Linked DNA regions of Mus musculus: all the other regions are linked to region 1. The links are chromatin contacts, called in public HiChIP or PLAC-seq and promoter capture Hi-C maps. All regions are on one chromosome and are shown on one strand. The core of a region is the stretch at or near the end of the contact, and the rest is flanking DNA. Distances in the headings are between cores, read along the strand shown. Region 1 holds the start of Dock4 (dedicator of cytokinesis 4). Region 2 overlaps Dock4 (dedicator of cytokinesis 4). Region 3 overlaps Dock4 (dedicator of cytokinesis 4).

The links. Promoter capture Hi-C pulls out the DNA fragments that hold promoters and counts their contacts. HiChIP or PLAC-seq counts read pairs in DNA pulled down with a chosen protein or histone mark.
Region 2: a contact with region 1 is called in an H3K4me3 HiChIP or PLAC-seq map of bone marrow-derived macrophages, with 3 times the contacts expected there. The contact joins the enhancer-like site here to the promoter of Dock4 in region 1. A contact is called at or near these places in 9 of 39 promoter capture datasets (the 3T3-L1 cell line, 3T3-L1-derived adipocytes, the HPC-7 cell line and 4 more), 1 of 15 datasets of contacts at CTCF or cohesin (large pre-B cells), 5 of 484 Hi-C or Micro-C datasets (the N1E-115 cell line, bone marrow-derived macrophages, cerebral cortex and 2 more), 11 of 115 datasets of contacts at active chromatin or transcription factors (bone marrow-derived macrophages, cardiomyocytes, embryonic forebrain and 6 more) and 2 of 9 other capture datasets (adipose tissue and macrophages).
Region 3: a contact with region 1 is called in a promoter capture Hi-C map of liver. The contact joins the enhancer-like site here to the promoter of Dock4 in region 1. A contact is called at or near these places in 5 of 39 promoter capture datasets (cranial neural crest, hippocampal neurons, liver and 1 more), 3 of 484 Hi-C or Micro-C datasets (bone marrow-derived macrophages and cortical neurons), 8 of 115 datasets of contacts at active chromatin or transcription factors (bone marrow-derived macrophages, embryonic hindbrain, embryonic midbrain and 5 more) and 3 of 9 other capture datasets (adipose tissue, liver and macrophages).

What each region holds. Positions count from the first base shown.
Region 1 is chr12:40,444,616-40,447,660 of GRCm38.p6, reverse strand. Dock4 (dedicator of cytokinesis 4) reads right to left here and starts at 1,608. Exons shown (of 53, transcript NM_172803.2): 1 at 1,267-1,608. The coding sequence starts at 1,303. Zfp277 (zinc finger protein 277) reads left to right here and starts at 1,871. Exons shown (of 12, transcript NM_178845.3): 1 at 1,871-1,995. The coding sequence starts at 1,902. Gm40406 (a long non-coding RNA gene) reads left to right here and starts at 2,002. Exons shown (of 2, transcript XR_872699.3): 1 at 2,002-3,045.
Region 2 is chr12:40,635,870-40,638,914 of GRCm38.p6, reverse strand. Dock4 (dedicator of cytokinesis 4) reads right to left here. Exons shown (of 53, transcript NM_172803.2): 6 at 2,684-2,832. Among named protein-coding and RNA genes, the nearest start is that of Dock4, 190 kb to the right of the region's middle. Within about 2 kb of position 1,599, at least 5 of the 459 cell types and tissues checked have an H3K27ac peak or open chromatin away from gene starts, as enhancers often do. A contact at or near this core is called in bone marrow-derived macrophages and microglia, where this site is marked.
Region 3 is chr12:40,595,930-40,598,974 of GRCm38.p6, reverse strand. All of the region lies in intron 1 of Dock4 (dedicator of cytokinesis 4), which reads right to left. Among named protein-coding and RNA genes, the nearest start is that of Dock4, 150 kb to the right of the region's middle. Within about 2 kb of position 1,659, at least 14 of the 459 cell types and tissues checked have an H3K27ac peak or open chromatin away from gene starts, as enhancers often do. A contact at or near this core is called in hepatocytes and liver, where this site is marked.

The sequences.
Region 1 (3,045 bases), core at 359-2,858:
GGCAAAGTAGGGGAGGTAAAATCTGCAGTGATTAGGGTTCCCCTGAAAGGTTTTACAGATTTTTTTTTAATTACAGGAGAATGAAGTCAGAGCATAAATACGTCTCTGTATCATATAAATTACTAGGTCCGTCCACAATAAAAACAAGAACGCCAATCGGCAGAACGGGGCATTATAGGAAATGAAGATTGTCAGTAAAATCTATAATGCTTTCTTTCTGTTAGACCTTCTGGGAGGTTATAATTGCATTTGGCCAATTCGGGCTTGTCAGTGAGCCTGGCTTCTTAATAGTCTCAACCCTAAAAGGAGTGACTGTCAAAGGGGGAGGGGGGTACCCAGCTGAAATCAAACAACAAAAACGGGAACTGTAATCCTACCGACAAGGGAGGAGGGAAGGGAAGGGAGCCTCCTGTATTCATCAGTCAACATTAATGGTCTTTGTTGTTCACCTTTGCACAGAACAGTGAATGCTATCCTGTTCCTTTTTCTCTCAAATCAGTGCCAGGGTAGTCCTCTCCTAAAGCTGCCTGCCAGCCTCTAAGAGCCAGGCTTTCTGACCCTCCTCTCCCTCGTCACTTTCCAGCCGGCCTCTATGACCCCCACTGCGCTCATTCCCTGGTAGAGAAGGTGGCCAGAAGTAAAAACCCTGCCAAAATCTCGGTTCCCCTCCAAGGACCAAAGAGCGCAGGAGCACAGATGTTGAAATTTACCAACCCCCCTGCTCGCAACACACACCCCAAACACCCGGGAGGCGAGGGAGGAAGGAGGCTACGTCCCGACTCCGTCTGTCACAGGGGCTACACTCTGCACTCTGGGAATGCCGACCCCAGCCGCAGGGACTTCGCGCCTCCCTACTGTTTGGGAGTATTCTAGCAGCCGGTTCCTGGTCTCCCTCATCACCCCGGGAAATCTTAGCAGCCCACTGCCAGCTCTCTGCCGCTGTGGGCCAGCAGGGGTAGAAGGGAGAGAAACCCTGTTGGCTTCCCCTTCCAACTTGACACGCAACACGCCCCGCGGCCGCTCCAAACTCCGCCAGCCAGCAGAGACCGGAGCGGCAGTCCGGACGTTCTGGGATCGGGTTCGAGGAGCGCCGAGTGCACGGTGAGGAGCGAGCCCCCCAGTGCTCGCCCCTCAGCCGGAGGCCGGTGCGGCCAAGCCCGGGACCCGCTGTGCAATGCCAAGACCTGGCATTTGCAGCCTGGAGCGGAGCGAGCTGCGTGGGGGCAAGGACCAGAGCGTGGTAAAAGTTCGCCCGCGAGCACTCACCCACGCCGTATTTCTCGTGCTCCGTAGGTATCCACATGGCTATGAAGGGCGTTGAGGGGCTCCGGGCTGTGCAATCCCCGCGCCCCTCCAGTGGCTCACAACAATGCACCGCTCCCGAAGAGCAGCTGTGTCGCTGGAGCACAGCGGATCGCGCGGGCTGCGGCGCTGGGCAGGGTCTGCTCCCGGGGCTCCGGAGCCGGCACTGACACTACACCGCCGAGGCGGAGCCGCCCGCCGCTCTGCCGGCCGCGGCTGCTCACAGCCCTGCGACGCGCTCCCGGGGACCCGGCGGCGCAGTCATTGTTCTGATTCACTGAACTAAGCGAACACGCCGGGGCACTCGCGGGCGCACCCCCGCCCGTCAGCGCCCGTCCAGCGCTGCCTACCCACTGCCTCGCGGCATGCTGGAAGTTGTAGTTCTTACGCTCCCGGCTCCGGAAGGAGGCGGGACTACAGCGGTTGGGGGCGGGGCACCTAGTTAGGCTCGCCACAATCGATTGGTCCAAAATGTGACGGCACAGCATAGGCGTGTAGGAACTCCCTCAGTGAGGCGGCATGCGACCCCAGGCGCGTTTTTATTGGTGTATCACCGCTCCGCCCCGCCTACGGCCCGCCCCTTTCTACTGTGCCAGGTAATGGCTGCTAGTGAGGTCCAGGGGCTTCCTGTGGACCCCCGGGAGGCTGGGGTCCGCGGGGTCCGCGGCGGAATCGGACACACAGATCATGAAGGTGAGTGTGCTGTCCCTTAGGCGCGGGTGATCTGTCTTCCTTCTTCTGTGCCCGAGGTGCAGCTGGCAGCCGCTCAAACCTTTGAAGCTGGTCGGCTGGGAGACCACCTTGGTGCCAGGGAAAAAGCCGCGGGCGGGACCCAGAGATATGGGTTGGGCAGACGGAGGTTGCCAGGCTGAAGCTGTTTTGGGGTGGGAGCAGAAAATGTGAAGAGCTGCCTTCCCGGCCTCTGAGAAAGCTCCTTTGCTGTCTTCCGGTTTGGAATTCTGTGCTTTGCACTTGCCGCCAAGTGGGTGTGGGTCAGGTCTGGGTTGCACACGTGTGACTGTAAAGCTGTGATTAGCCGCTATTTCCTGACTTGTAGCCCTCGCTCTCCCCGGTTTGCTGAATTTGGCTCTGGGAAGGTGTTTTATGTAGTTTGGGACCGGTTTCCAAGTTGGAGACTAGTCACGTCACGGCTCTCTAATACTTATTTGCTGGTTGCAGGTTGTAGTCCTCTTCAAAAGGAAAGGATGTGTGTGTCTCAGGTATCATTTGGCCCTGTAGCCTGGGAGATGTTACATTCTAAGAGAAAGAGAAAAGAGAATTAAATTCACTCCAGCCCTCACAGAATATTTAAAATAGGGTTTTAAAATTCATCACAGCTACTTTGTATCAACCTGACTTTGCTGCTTTCTTCAGTTCCACTGTAGAGACCAAAAGTCAAACTTTCATCATAGACTACCTTTTCTTTTGGTCGCGCTCCACTCCCCACCCATTTTGTTTAAGTGTTAATTTTGGGGGTTAATTTGGGTTCTCAGTCCTTGTTGATGTTTTTTCCATTTAACCTTCACAGCTTTTTATCTCAGTAGCAGGGAAATAAAAGTGCAATTTCTTCCCACTTTCCATGAGTGAGATTCCTATCAATGGGTTTGCCATATATCCCGTACTTATGTTTTTCCAGATCACCAAAATTCCACATTTTAAGATATAAAGTTGGAAGCTTTAATAATTTGGCGGGGGGGGGGGGCGTTGTTTATGGTTTTTGTTTTTGTGGGGGTTTTGGTTGGT
Region 2 (3,045 bases), core at 350-2,849, 190 kb before region 1:
CCTCATTCTCTCCTGGGAGAGGTTAGGGGTAGAGGGTATTCATGTGACCATCTTCTCTTGATGTTGGATGTCTGGCTAGGTCTCATGTGGGCACCTGACATCTGTGGAAGCAATCCCCAGCTGGCCAGCAGTCTGAAAAGGCTAATAGAAAATGTTCAACTCAAACAGGACTTACCTACTGGCTGTCATTGATATTCCTTCTTTGTGATGCTGAAACTGAGAATTTAGATTCCCCTCTAATAACATTAGAAAGAAAAGATCTGTGAAGGGCCAAGCACCTCTAGCACTACAAAAGTAAGTCAAGATGAACTCCAGCAGTGAGCCTCAGGCCATTCCTGAGCTTTTATGGAAAGAAATAGTATTCAAAGCTTCTGTTCTCTGAATGGCCTGAGTCACCAGTTGCTGCTAGCTTCTCATAAATGTGGAAAAAGCATCTTACCTGTTGCTACTTATTGCTGTCGGTTAATAGGTACAGTCTAATAGTGAATAAGCCACTGTTTGACTAGAATCAGAATAGTGCTTTAATAAGAATATGAAAAAAAGTAGGCAAGGCTTAGAGAAAACAGATGGAGCAAGAATACATGGGAAGCCAGGAGCCAGGCAAAAAGGGACAAATTTTATATTAGCCTTGCCACTAAAATACTCTGTGACACCAGAAAAAAAGGATGAAGCTCTTAGCCCTTCCATGTACTCTCAACAGGAATTCAGAGGCCATCATGGACTCAATGGGTGACAGAACTCTGTATCATCACTTTAATTCTTCCTGGGATTTCAGAAGAGAAATCATTTTCTACTGATTCTGTTAGAGAACAAGATGGCTCCCTTCCTACTTCATGTAAGCTCCCCAAACCCAAAGAACGCCCTTCCACTGCGCTTCAGTAGTCTGATATGCAATCTGACACTGAACACATTCTCAATTTATGTTTCCTATATCGATAAGAGATTTATGAGGTGACAGATCATTTCCCAGGACAACATGACCGAGTTTAATAGGCAAAGGAGTTAACTTAATTTGCCTTCCACTTAGCAATCTTTAATGAGGGGATGGATTTATCCTAAAAGGAATATGGCAAATCTATAATTTCTATGCTGTAAATTGTTCTTAAGTAAATTGCCAATAAAATTTAAAGAAACTGAAGTAAGAGCTTGGGAAAATTCATGAGCTCAAGGATGGTTTAAATTGTGCTGTTCATTTTCATATATCATTTTTTTTTTTTTTTTTTACCAACTTACCTTAACTTAGCCATAGAACTGCATGGAGCATAAGCTAGAATTTGTGTAAGTCAAAAATAGCCTCAGCACAGCCCTGACTCACAGTTTTCTTCCACTTCCCCTTTCTTCTGTTTTCCTTCTTCCAACTGAAAAGGGTTGTTTGTTGTTGTCTGTTCCTTTGTTTTTCAGTTTATTCCATGTTTCCTTGTGACTTTTGATAATCTAATTTGATCCAACATCCCGATTAACAAACCAATCCTCATTTAAACGAGGACTGGAATAGTAACCAACTGTAACTAGGTAAAAAGTCAAAGGCTTTTAAAAATAAGAATAAAGAGCAACTGATCTGGGCATGGTCTCACACACCTCCAATCCCAGCATTTGGGAGGCAGAGGCAAGAAGATCTCTGAGTTTGAGGCCAGCCTAGTCTACAGAGTGTGTCCAGGACAAACCAGGCTACATAGAGAAACTTTCTCAAGGGAGAAAAATAAAAACAAAACAAACAAACAAACAAATAAATACATAAATTAACCAACCACACAAAATAATAAGGGGCACATGCAGTCAGATTCTGATCACCTTGAAAGCTGTGTCTCTCAGGACTACTGCACGCACAAAGAAGAAACCCAACCAAATGCTGCAAATCCAACCCACCAGTATGCCCAATGTGTTCTCCAGATCCAGAAAGAGGTAAGTTATTCATGGTTTCCTTGCTGGTGTGTTCTCCTTTTATGTCCCACATTCCTTCTCATTTTCCTCAAAATCCTGTACTGAGATCCACTAAAGGTCAACTAGCAAATGGGAGCTTGATACAATCAAAGGGAAGGCTGAGGGGAGCAGGGCCAAAGCTGGTTTATTCTAGTTAGCCACTCATATATCAATATTCATACTTTGTAGAGTATTAGCCTTGCTTGGAGTTTCCAGTAACTAGACTTCCTACTTAAGTGCTTGGCTGATATTTTTAAATAAGTCCTCCACATTTTTATTTAAGAGTAGATCTCAGTTACTGGCAGCCTTTACATGAGCCCTCCTTAACAGCTCTTTGAAGAGTGGCCATTATGCCTCCCAGAATGTCTCACAGCTGCGCACTTGTCCTAAGACATTTAGCAGTCACTGGTAAGATGAATGTTTCCCTCTGGATTACACTATGATATAGAGGAGTTATACGATAAAATCAAATACATGTCTCAAAACTAATGACTACAGAAGAAGAAAAAACATTTTAGTCAGAAAACATATCTAATCAATAATCTCTATGATTATTATATTTATTGTAACAACCTGTATACTGTTATACTACAGGGTATTAGAAAGAAAAAAAAAAAAAAGATGGCAGTGCTCACACCAGAGCCATGGATGTGGCTTTTTGGCTCCATCCTTGATGGAGTTCTCCCAATGGACTCAGCACATCCTAGCTTAACTGGTGTCACATCTAGGCTCCTTCTAGCATCCTGTCATTGTCAGTACTCACTCATTTCCCCAATCCAGTCGGGCAGTAATGTGGCGCTTCACATCCTTCATCCTGTCATGGGTGAGATGGCCAACTAGCACCTGCCGTCGCAGATCGAGGATTTCATTCATGATGTGCCACAGGCGATGGAAGAGATCCCCTTCATTTCTCTAAGGCATATGGAAGCACAGAGATTTGGCAGTCAGTCCTCTTGCTTGACCAAGAGGGGGACCAAGTGCTTGCCACAGAGTAGAGGGCTTCTCCACCAATAAAGCTTTCCCATTTCCTTGTCCATTTGCAGTTCTACGTTTTTCACTCAAGTCCCACAATACCGCTCTCCTGTCCAAACCAACATGATGTCTCAACTGCCAACATGGACAGAT
Region 3 (3,045 bases), core at 410-2,909, 150 kb before region 1:
TGTCCCTCTTTTGTCTCTTAGCACCAGGCTCCTTCCAACTGACCTTGGGAATTGTTCACTGAGTTAGCATCACAGAATTCTGAAAAAGTGACTTCTCTGACTTTGGCTTTGTGTCTTGTCACTGATGTCTCCTGAATCCAAAGTATAATAGTTGATTTTTTACGTCCCATTACCTGGATTTGGAAGCCTGTAGTAACCTATCTCTAGGTGTGTCTGCGAGGTGCTTCCTGAGTGGTTTAACTGGGGCAGAAAGGCACAGCCTTACTATGGGAAGAAAGCACAATCCCATTGGTTAGGGTCCTAGGCTGAACCGAAGGGGGAATAGAAAGGAAGCTGAGGCCTAGCATCCATCCCTCAGCTACCTCAAGCTTTAGCCAGTGTATTAAAGAGATTGCCTGCATCTCTTTAAACAATGAGCCAAAAATAAATGGTATGTAAGGTACCCGTCGCGTATTTGTCCATAGCAAAAAGTAACTAATGCGCCCACAGTACCTGATGAGTTCCACTTCTTCAGCGTGCATCCCAACAACCTCAGTGCCACTCTAATCCATCTGAGCCACTTGACCATAAGAGAAAGGAGCACTGGCCCCCAGTAGCTGGGTACAGACGGATGCTACTAGAGCTAGAAAACATTTTTAACTTTTCAAGCTATGTAACATAGAATCGTTTCTTTTACATACAGGCCCTGGATAGGAGCTGCTTTGTAAACATGAAAACCATGAACAGTTTTGAGAGACAAAAATAAGTGGAGAAAAATAACTCATAACATGTCACTATTCGTTCTGAGCCCAGGACCAACAAACAAGTGGTGTTTGTAACATCTTTTGCTAAGTTGCACTGACACGGGATAAGAACTTTTATTAACCATTGAATTTCTGTGCTAGTTTGAATAGCAGACCTTGTCACTTTAGCTAGATAATCCGAAATGTCAGGCAGCAGTCCTCTTGCACTGATGTGAAAATGCATTAGTTCCAACAGACAGCTGTGTCAATGGAGAGGATGATTGCACTCACTGGGTGGTTTGCTTGTGTTGAGAGAGGCGATTTTCATGGGAACCCGGCTGATCTCACTTAATCCTTAGAAAGAGAAGGGTAAACTACTGATGCCTCCCAGAGAGAAATTACTTGTGAAAACATGGCTGAGGTGAAACAGTATCACTTGTGACAATTAAATAGCTATAATAGTTCAGGGAAGATTGGGATATTTAAGTTATTGCAAATATGACTTTCTGGTTCAAAAGGACTTGAATTTGCATATTCAAAGTAGTTAAGAAGCATTTTATTTGCAGAAAACTCCTTACCTGTGTCCAGAACTGGAGCTAAGCCTAGTGGCACATTGCTATAATCCTAGCTATAGGAAGGCAGAAGCAGGAAGATTGCAAATTCAAAGCCTCTCTGGGCTAGAGTGAGTTCCAGGCCAACCCAGGCCATAACACAGGGGCAACTATTTTAAACTATCAATTTTTTAAAGGTTAACGATGGAGATGAGTAACATAGAGCTGGCATAGCATGCAGAGGCCTTGAGTTCCATCCCCTGTCCCCAAACCAACATCACCAACAAAGAGCATAATAAAGAAAACTGTGCTGCTGGCATGCCTGTCTCTGATACAAACGCTGGCCCTGGCTGTACCAAGCACAGGAGTGAACACAACTTGTTATTTATTGGCTGGAGTTTGGGAGAAGCACCCTCTGCGTTTTATACCTTTTCCAGCTGGGCAATTGAGCAAAGTCTAAATAGATTGTTCTTTGAAACTTTAGCATGACTGAGGAGGAAAGATATTCCACCCTCTAAGGCTCTGAGCTCTCAGACACAGGAAAACCTAGGCAGGCAGACAGTACTGGCTGGGGATGAAAAGAGCTCTGAGGGATAGGGAACCCCAGACTCAACAACTGCAGCAGCAAAGAGTCAGCTCTGTAAATTTCTACCTACTCAACCTTTTAAAAACCAGCTCGAATTTTGCTGTCTGCCCTTTGTGAAGTATTGAACACACTTCATGGCAAATACTCAGAGATGCAATGTGTGTAGGGAATGAACCCTAATTCCTTTTTTTTAAAGGTGCTTGTTTTTTATCTTGGGGTGAATGCAAGCTAGTGTAGTGCTCTATTACTGAGTTTCAATCCCGGCCCTTCTAATGCCTTCTAAGCCAGAAGTCTCCCATCTATATTCTCCTACAGCTTGCATTTTATTTGGCGAATGCATGCCCACCTACCTTCTGCACTCATTTTACCATTGTGGAGAAGAAGAGAAATAGCAGGAACATTTTGCTATCAGTAGGAGCGGTATGAAACCATGGCCATCATCAATCAATAACTAGGTCAAAGGATTGAGACATCAGCAACCAAGGCAAAGCAAACAGGAAGAACACTAGATCTGAGGGTGCTGAAGTGGGTGATGATCCAGGCTCTCAGCAGTGACAGTGGCCTTCATCACCGTCCATTGCTGATTCAGAGGAGCCATTCTTTGCTTCGTCGTTGGATTTTGTGTCTATCATGCAAAGCCATGGAGCGGGGCAGCATTTGTTCACTTATCTAAGATGAATGACTGAGGAAATTTAATTCTGCTGGCTCTCTTACTGCTTCCAGCGTTCTTTGCCTTCTTTTCCTTTGTCCCTTCCCTTCCTCTTCTCCCTCCCTTTACTTAACTTCCCGCTCTTCCTAATGAAAACTTTCTTGATATTGATATAGACAAGTCACGTCATCCTATAACTGTGCAGGAAATGAAAGCAAACCCAGCCTGACTAATCTCTCAGGCTGTGTCAGGCGCCCTGGCCTTCACGTGGCAGGAGCCTCTTCCCTCCAGCTCATCCACATTGCGTGCCATTTATGAACTGTCTCCCTTTCATCACTTCCAGCCTCCTCAAATTAATCTCATTGCTATCGGATGCTTGCTGGCTCCACTGAAGGATATTCTTAAAACTATTAGATTAATGCCTGAGAAATACAGATTTATGAGAAATGCTGACACACCAGAATTAAAGTCAGGTGAACATGCCATTAAAATATCTCCTGACAAAATACCCAAAGATACGCATGGTGCATTACAAAG